Linked DNA regions of Sus scrofa: regions 2 and 3 are each linked to region 1. The links are chromatin contacts, called in public Hi-C and HiChIP or PLAC-seq maps. All regions are on one chromosome and are shown on one strand. Each heading gives the region's core, a stretch centred on a gene start, on an enhancer-like site or on the middle of the called end of the contact. The rest is flanking DNA. Distances are from core to core; before and after follow the strand shown.

Region 1 (2,948 bases), core at 274-2,773:
AGCGGGCGATGGAGGAAACTTCCCGGGCTGTGCACACTCTGGGCACCGCCAGCGCAGTAACCGCAGTCCCGCTGCAGCAGGTGGTTATAAGGCTGAGGCTCTGGAAGGCCCTGGAAACCCAGCTGCCAGGTGGCTGTCTCCTCTGAGCCAAAGCCGGCGGGGAGACACAAAGCTTCCCCTTCCCCGAAGAGCCTGCGCTGGGCCTGGAGCCGGCACTGCGCGCCGGGGCTGCGTGTCCACGCCGCGCGGAAGGTCGCCGCGGGCCCGGCCTGAAGCCTGTCGCTGCGCAGCTCGCAGAGCCGACCCCGGGAATCCGTGACACAGAGCCACTGCTTCAAGGTTACCTGCGACGCCTAGCGAGGTGGGGCCCGCTCCCCGCCTTTGACCCTGGCCGCGAGATGCGTTTGCTGGGCTGCAGACGGTGCGCCAGGGGGCGGCGGTAGGGGTGGGGGTTATTTTGGAAGTGGGAAGGGTGGGGTGAGGGAACTCGGGGTACCTCATACAACCCTCTCTGAGCCCGACCCCGAGCGCCTAAGGGCCGTGAGGGTCTTGGAGGTACCTTAGCTCCGGGAGGTGGGAGGTGTGGGGCTCGTGCGCGAGCTCCGCCAGATGTTCAGAGCGGCTCCAGATGTGCCTGGGGGCCGGGACAGGACTTTCCTCCTCCCTACCCCCGAGCCTGGAGCTCAGGTCTGTAAACAAACTCTCGGTTCACTCCCTGGCCGCTTCTGGGGGCCCGTCTCAAAGCCAGGCGTCCGCCCCACCCCCCAATTTAGGAGGAACTGCCGTAGTTCTCTGCCTTTGGCCACCCTCTCCCGTCCCGCCACACACACCCCTGCTGCAGGATCCAAGTCCCCCACCCCCGCGGTGGCTCGGGCATGACCTCATCCGCGGGCTGACTGGGAGCGAGAGGGTCTTAAGGGGGGTGGGTAGGCTTGCGGCGGCCCGCGGGAAATGCACGGCCCCCCTGCACCATTCGTCCGCATAAAGCCGGCGCCCCCAGCCCCGCGGGACTGCGGTGAGTGGGGGGAATGCCTGGGAGAGCGGCGGAGGAGAGGCATGGAAAAGGGCTTGCTTTGCCTACCCGGGAGCGAGCGCCCGACGGGATCGCGCCGTCCCCCTCGGATTCGGGCGCCCGTAGCCCCCCGCCGCCCTGGCAGGTCCCCGCGGAGCTCTCGCCCGGTGCCCGCGGCCGCAGCTCACCTCCTGGGCCCTCGCCTGGAGGGGCCGGCCGGGGAGCGGCGAGCGCGGCCCCCAGCGGACCCGAGCGCTCTCCCTGCTGGGCCGGCGGCGAGGGCGCACTCTTCACTTGCGGCAGGAGAAGGACGCCCGGGATCCTGGCGAGCAGCGGCCGGCTCGGGGCTCTCGGGGACCGGGGCGCGGACTCAGGCCGCTCTGGAGGGGGCTCGGCTGCCGGGGCCTGCGCTCGCCCGCTCGCCCGAGCTCTCCTGCTCAGCCGGCACCGTCTCCCGCCCCGGCTGCCCGAACTGCTTTATAAGGCGCGGGCAGCTGCTTTGATCCGCCCACGTCAGCGCGCCGAAACCCCACCGGGTGGCTCGCGCCGCGCGCGGGGGGCGGGGGCGGGGTCCCCGCGGATGCCACGGACCCGCGGCGCCAGCGGCACGAGAGGACGTCGCACCCTGTTGCGTTCCAAAGAGGAGACTTACAGACTGTAACTGCAGCTGGTGTTAACTGAGCGTGCGGGCTGCGAGCCTACTGCGTGCCTGGGGTGCGTGGGGCCCAGGTAAGGCCGGTTTCTCAACCTCACAGCAAGCCCTCCACCCCGTCTGGTTTGGCAGAGGAGGAAGCCTGGGGCTCAGGCGAAAGTCCGACTTAGGTCTCGGTCTGGGGCCCAGGCATCCCTCGGTGTTGATCCTGTAGCTCAGGTCCCGGCAGACATCGGGGACCCCGAGAGCTGCCTCGGTGTCCCAGTCCAGCCTTCACAGGGTTGCCTCTCCAGATCGCTGGTTCCAGGTCTGCGGACTCTCAGCGAAGAAAGGAGGCGCCACGGCTCTGCCCTGAGAAGGCGCTGTAACCTTGGCACCAAGGAGGCAGGCGTCCCATCTCTGGGATGACTCTTAGGGAGTCTTCTGGGTACCTTGCCCTGGTCTCCAAGGAACCACCAGCAGAGGGCTGGTTTCAGAAGCTAAAGAGAAGGAAGAGTGCTCCTTGCGGGTGTAGAACCTTGCCTGGGGTTGGGGCTGGGGCTGTATTTCTGGGGAGACTTCCCTGGGACTGGTTCCACGCCCACCTGGGCCCTCCCTGGCTGACTGTGCCCCCTCCCCTTTCTACCTGCCCCGGTTGGTTACTGTGGTTGCCCTAACTTCTGTCTCTCCCACTCCCCACCTCAGGGGCCCCAACCCCAAGGATGATCTCAAGAATAATCTAGTTCTTTAGCAGAAGGGGAAATAGATTTAGTGAAAGGGGGCTTCTTTCAGATTTCAAAAAAATGCTTGGTACTCTTTCCCCAGTTCCTTGTAGGCACCCATGAACAGCACCCCTAGGCTGTCTTAACCTGGCTGTAACGGCAAACGATGCCCACGTCTGAGCCCAGAGTCCACCGCAGGTTCTCAGCCATGCAAGTGCCCCTGCACGTAAGCAGCCAGTCCCCTTTCTGCACAGGGCTGGGACTGATCTCCCCACAAGTGGTCACAAACACACTCAGGAGATCCTCGGACACACCGTAGGCCCCCACACACTCAGTTGCACATACAGGGGAAATGGCCGTACACATTTTCCTTTTCTATCTTTGCTTTTTTGTTTTGCTTTTTAGGCCACACCCATGGCAAATGGAGGTTCCCAGGCTAGGGGTCAAGTCAGAGCCATAGCCACCGGCCTACGCCACAGCCACAGCAATGCAGAATCCATGCCTTGACTGCAACCTGCACCACAGATTACGGCAACTGCAGATCCTTAACCCACTGAGCGAGGCCAGGGATCGAACCCACAGC
Region 2 (2,948 bases), core at 166-2,665, 95 kb after region 1:
TGCAGTGTATTGCATTCTTGGGCAATTCGACCTCCAGTCTGGGAATTTCCATGTGCTGCAGGTGTGGCCCTAAAAAAAAAAAGTAGAAGTATCAAGCACATAGTAAGTTCTTTTTTTTTTTTTTTTGGTCTTTTTGCCTTTATCTTTTTAGGGCCGTACCCACGCATATGGAGGTTGCCAGCTAGGGGTCTTATCAGAGCTGTAGCCAGTGGCCTACACCACAGCCACAGCAGTGCCATATCCAAGCCATGCTGCAATCTACACCACAGCTCATGGCAACACTGGGTCCTTAACCCACTGAGCGAGGCCAGGGATTGAACCTGCGACCTTATGGTTCCTAGTCGGATTCGTTTCCACTGCACCACAACGGGAATTCCACACAGTAGGTTCTTAACAGCAGTTTCTCGATCCCTTTTTCCCAGTGTGGATTCTGAGCTGCTAGAGAGACTGTTTCTTAGTTTTCCATTGTGTGGTGTCAGGACAGAATGAGAGGTAAATTGGGACGGATGGAAGAAAGCAGCTGTGGCCCAGTCTATGCCAAGTACAGGTATGTGAATTTCAAAAGCAGCTTCAGCCTCGGGAAGACGTCCCTGCGCCTTTCCCTTGAAGGGCTGCTTGGATCACGCTGCTGGTGGCCAGCTGGTTTCCTCGTCCGTCTCCCCTCTCGCCCCCTCCCCCTCGCACAGATGTGGACTCCCCTCAGTCAGGTGCTGGGGATGACTCAGCACTGTGTCCCCAAGCTCCCCCCCAAGTGCTTGGCACAGAGCAGTATCACCAGATGGAGCAGCGGGCTAGTCTCTGCAACTGTCACTTGAAGGCCCCTGAAAGAACAGTTTTACTTGCTGCCGAGAGGGCACTGAGCCCCTAGGCGAGAGTGAGCAGGCACTGGGAGCCCAGCAGGGACAGGGCAGGGGGCGGTGAGCGGCAGGATGGGCAGAGCTGGATGAGGGGCACGCTGGTTCGAGATTCGCCCTTTGACACTGATTCATTAAACACAGTGAACAAACATTAAGTGCCTAGTGTTCGCTAGGCTCTGTGCACATTCTGGCTTGCGATGCTGCGGGTGTTGGTTGAGAGCAATGTGCATCTGGCTCTGCGCATTCTGGGCAAGTTGTTTAATGGCTCTGAGCCTCAGTGACAGCATCAGCAATAAGGTCATAATACTCAGTTTCACAAGGTTGTTCTGAGAATTATGAGTTTATTTATGTGACTAGCTTGACACCGTCCCTGCTAGATTACTGTTTGCCAATAATTGTTGAAGATAATAATAACCCTCACTCAATCCTGTGTGGCTGCAGCCAGAGCGCCTTGGAGTCCGGGCCAGGAATCCAGTTTTGTCATCCGAGAGCTCAGAGAACTGCTGCCAGAGAAGACAGAGGAGGAGCAGATCCCTGGCCAGGGGCTTTCGGGGCACTCTTTCCATCTGAGCTGTTGTTTTTCCCAGAGCTAGGAGCCTGCAGAGCAGGCGTGTCTGCTGGGTCGCCAAGAGCGCCTCCGGGGAAAGTGGTATGTGAAGCCAGGACGCAGCTTGCACATAACCAGGCAATAACGGCGACTTCCTGGACTCACAGCTGAGGATGCACTTAAGGCGCCGTCCTGGGCCTGCTCTGAGCACCTCCTCTCTCTGCTGTCCCTTCTGCTGAGTTACAGCCTGGCCCAGGAGAGTTTATTGCTTCACCCCCAGAACATTCTCTTACTGGAGTCTGAGACAATAATAATGATACCAGTGGATTTGCTGCCAGATGTTCCACGGCTTCCATCATGCTGTCTTACCCTTCATCTCATCTGTCCGCCACAATATTTTTTTAGCAAATGAAGACACTGAGGCACAAGGAGTTAAGTAACTTACCTGAGGTCCTGGTCTCGGCCACCAGGTATTGTGCTTATTCAAAGTCTGGTGCTTATTCAAAAGTTTTTAAAACAAGAGTGGACACTCACTGGGAGCCCATGGAAGCCAGTCTCTATTCGCGATGCTCTGCGAACCTTAGGTCTTAGTGATCCTCACACACACGCCCTTTGGCAGAAACGTACTATTCCTCTCAGATGAGAGGTCAAGGAAGGGGCCCAAGGATAGACAGGTAGCAGGCAGCGGAACTAGGGTTAATTCCAGAGAACTGGGCTCCACAATCCACATCCTTAATCTCTATGCCAGGGTTTCTTAGCCTCATGCCATGGATATTTGGGGCCAGAAAATCCTTTGTTTTGGGGGCCAGTCCTGCACAATGTAGGATGTTTGGCAGCATCCTTAGACTCTACACACCAGATGCCACTAGCTTCCTGTCCCCCTCCCTGCCCCCTGCTGTGACAACCCAAATGCCTCCCAACACGGCCAAATGTCACCTGGGGTGTGAAAGTGTCCCTGATTGAGATCCACTGTTCTGTGTTTTGCTATCCTAAAATGACTCTATATATACATATAGTTTTTTAAAAAATATAGCAAACTCCAACTTTACAAAAAATAGGTTCTATTGACCCCTTTCTAAAATGAATCAAAATACAAACTCAAACAACCTTAACTTCTCACCTCCTATGCCCGGGCAATTTATAGACCATTTTAAAAATGAATTGGGAGTTCCCGTCACGGCTCAGTGGTTAGGGAATCCGACTAGGAACCATGAGGCTGCGGGTTCGATCCCTGGCCTTGCTCAGTGGGTTAAGGATCCGGCGTTGCCCTTGCCATGAGCTGTGGTGTAGGTCGCAGACATGGCTCGGATCCTGTGCCACTGTGGCTCTGACATAGGCCGATGGCTACATCTCCGATTAGACCCCTAGCCTGGGAACCTCCATATGCCTGCCGCGGGAACGGCACTAAAAAGACAAAAAGGACCCCCCCCCCCAAAAAAGGAATTGATGCTTAGGGAAATCAAGAAACTTGCCCAGAATAACAAAGCTGGTATGGGGCCAAACAAGAACATCAGTCTCCAGGTCCACATGACGAATTTTTTTTT
Region 3 (2,948 bases), core at 231-2,730, 77 kb after region 1:
ATCGAAACATGGGCAGAAGACCTAAATAGACATTTCACCAAAGACACTCAGATGGCCAATTGGCACATGAAAAGACGCTCCACTTCATTAATTATAAAGAAATACAAATCAGAACTACAATGAAGTACCACTTCAAACCAGTCACAGTGGCCTTAATTTTTAAAAAAATCTACAAATAATAAACGCTGAACAGGGTGTGGAGAAAAGGGAGCCCTCTTACACTGTTGGTGAGAATGCAAATTGGTGCAGCCACTGTGGAAGAGTACGGGAGGTTCCTCAAAAAACTAAAAATAGAATTGCCATGTGATCCAGCAATCCCCCTCCTGGGCATATATCCAGACAAAACTCTAATTTAAAAAGATGCATGCACCCCTATATTTATAGAAACACTATTTCCTTCAGATTATGAGACTGACACACTGCCTACTGTGCTAAGGAGGCAACTAGAAACACTATTTCCAATAACCAAGACAAGGAAACAACCTAAATATCCGAGAGGTGAATGAATTAAGAAGATGTGGTACATATAAACAATGGAATACTACCCAGTCATTAAAAAGGATGAACCAATGCCATTTGCAGCCACAAGGCTGGACTAGAGAGTCTCATACTAAGCGAAGTAAGTCAGAAAGAGAAAAATACCATATGGCATCACTGGACACGTGAAATAAAAACAAAAACAGACTCACAGATATAGAGAACAGACTCGTGGTTGCCAAGGACAGGGCAGGGGAGGGAAGATGTGGGAGACTGGGATTAGCAGAGGCAAACTATTATATACAGGACGGATAAACAGGGAACACCATTCACTAGCCTGTGATAAATCATAATGGAAAAGAACATGGGAGTTCCCGTCATGGCGCAGTGGTTAACGAACCCGACTAGGAACCATGAGGTTGCCGGTTTGATCCCTGGCCTTGCTCAGGGGGTTAAGGATCCGGCGTTGCCATGAGCTGTGGTGTAGGTCGCAGACACAGCTCAGATCTGGCGTTGCTGTGGCTCTGGCGTAGGCTGGCGACTACAGCTCCGATTGGACCCTAGCCTGGGAACCTCCACATGTTGCCAGAGCAGCCCTAAAAGAGGCAAAAAAACAAAAAAACAAAAAAAAAAGGAAAAGAACATGAAAAAGGACATACATGTCTGAGTCACTTGCAGAAAGGAACACAACATTGTAAATCAACTATACTGCAATAAAATTTTTAAAATTAAAAAAAATTAAATGAAAAAAAAAAGACGATTTCAGATTCCCAGCTGGGCCACTCAATGCTCAGAGCCCGTCTGGCCCCTGCCGCTTTGGGTCCCACATTCGCCCCTGAGAGGCTGGCCCCCTGGGCTGCGGGGAGGGGTGCCGGCTCGGCCACTTGCAGAGCACTGCAGACCCCAACCCTGGGAGAAGAGGGCGGGACCTGCCCCCAGCAAGCCCTGGCTGAGGTCAGTGGGTCCGCTGGCCAAGCAGGCTTGCTCAGGGCAGAGCCATCAGAGCTGAGATGGAGCGTTTCCAAGGTGACAGCATGGGACTAAAGTAACTTGATAGGTCCTTCCCCCACCCTACCTCGCTGGGGCTCAGGGGAGGGGCTGCGGGGACAAGGGTGGGGAGGGGGCAGCTTCATGCTGACTCCTGGTTTCTGCGCGGCAGCTGGAAGGTCCCCATCCCCCCAGTGGACAGATGGAAGATTTGAAACCAGAGGGCGACAGGGCTTGGCCCAACATCACCCAGCGGCTGGCGACAGACCTGAAGCCCAAGGCTCGTCAACTGGGGATATGTGTGCTGCCTGTTTCTTGCATCCATTCATTCCTTCATTCAATTATTCACTCAGCCAACAACCTTCCTTCCTGCCCGTGTCATGGGAGCTGCAGACTCAGAGAAGAATCAGACAAGCCCTGCCCTCAGGGAACTCCCGGTCTGATGGGGAAACAACCACATAACTAGTCAATGACAACATGGAACTTCTGCGACAACAATTCACAAGGGAGCAGAGCGCAAAGGCCAGTCCAGGCTCGGGTGCTCAGAGGCTTCGTGGAGCAGGTCGAGTCTGTGGGACAAGGAGCCCCAGGGCTGGATTCCCAGTCGGGCAGGGAGCACAGAGGCAGGAGAGCCCCACGGGAAGGCAAGTCACAGGAGCCCTCGCAAGGGACACCCCACTATTAAGTCAGCCCCCACCCAAATCCTGGTTCTCCACCCCTCCTCAGACTTGTCTCGCCTACCCCTTGGAGCGGGGACGGGGAAGGACACCCCAGCCAGTGGCAAGGGCCAAGGATGTCTCTGTCCTCAGGGCCCCAAGAGGCAACTCCTCCTGAGCCAGGGCTGAACACCAACCAGTAAGGGCAGGTCCTCTCCTCCAGCCCCCGTCCCCGAGAACTGGCCCAGTCACTCCCTTCCTCTACAACACGCCGCTGAAATGCATGGTCATTCTCACCGGCTACAATCATTTCAAGACAAAGCAATACTGGTCTTTCCCGACGCACGAATGGGGACAGCTTCTGAATCTGTAAGGATTCAGAAAGACTTACATCTTCAAATCCTGGCTCCCGGACTTAGCGGCTTGGCAATGTGGGGTCTCAGTGGGCCATCAGGGTTGGTGACACCCACACCACATAGAGTGGCTATGAGGACCGGCAGAGAAGCCATGTATACCAAGCAGCAGTGGGAGCTCAGTCAATGCCTGTCCCTTCTCTCTGAGACTGGCAGGGCGAGCACCCCCAGTGCGCCTTCCCTGGGAAGGGAGAGGGCATTTCAGGGATGCTGCAGGGGACACCAGGAGGAAGAGCCAGGAGGCCAGGAGCAGAGGCTCCGGGGCACGTTAAGACTCGCCCGATTCCCCCACTTGGGCTGGGATGATGCTCTCCCTCTCATGTCCCCCAGGAGCTGATCTGACCTTTCCCACCGGGAAACCAGCAGGGATGTCTCCCTGCAGCAACACTGGGGAGCACTGGCTGGAAACCCTGCC

What was found. Hi-C and Micro-C count contacts between places; a contact is called where the count stands out from the background. HiChIP or PLAC-seq counts read pairs in DNA pulled down with a chosen protein or histone mark.
Region 2: a contact with region 1 is called in a Hi-C map of skeletal muscle, with 8 times the contacts expected there. The contact joins the enhancer-like site here to the promoter of WNT11 in region 1. A contact is called at or near these places in 4 of 5 promoter capture datasets (fetal liver, fetal skeletal muscle, liver and 1 more), 8 of 47 Hi-C or Micro-C datasets (embryonic fibroblasts, fetal skeletal muscle, liver and 2 more) and 1 of 2 datasets of contacts at active chromatin or transcription factors (skeletal muscle).
Region 3: an H3K27ac HiChIP or PLAC-seq map of skeletal muscle shows a contact between it and region 1, with 5 times the contacts expected there. The contact joins the enhancer-like site here to the promoter of WNT11 in region 1. A contact is called at or near these places in 4 of 5 promoter capture datasets (fetal liver, liver and skeletal muscle), 25 of 47 Hi-C or Micro-C datasets (blood, brain, embryonic fibroblasts and 14 more) and 1 of 2 datasets of contacts at active chromatin or transcription factors (skeletal muscle).

What each region holds. Positions count from the first base shown.
Region 1 is chr9:10,433,635-10,436,582 of Sscrofa11.1, forward strand. It overlaps WNT11 (protein Wnt-11), which reads right to left and starts at 1,524. Exons shown (of 6, transcript XM_005667138.3): 1 at 1,201-1,524.
Region 2 is chr9:10,528,761-10,531,708 of Sscrofa11.1, forward strand. No RefSeq gene overlaps it. Among named protein-coding and RNA genes, the nearest start is that of THAP12, 36 kb to the right of the region's middle. Within about 2 kb of position 1,416, at least 17 of the 83 cell types and tissues checked have an H3K27ac peak or open chromatin away from gene starts, as enhancers often do. A contact at or near this core is called in fetal skeletal muscle, mesenteric adipose tissue and skeletal muscle, where this site is marked.
Region 3 is chr9:10,510,906-10,513,853 of Sscrofa11.1, forward strand. All of the region lies in intron 2 of LOC102162516 (a long non-coding RNA gene), which reads right to left. Among named protein-coding and RNA genes, the nearest start is that of THAP12, 54 kb to the right of the region's middle. Within about 2 kb of position 1,481, at least 5 of the 83 cell types and tissues checked have an H3K27ac peak or open chromatin away from gene starts, as enhancers often do. A contact at or near this core is called in skeletal muscle, where this site is marked.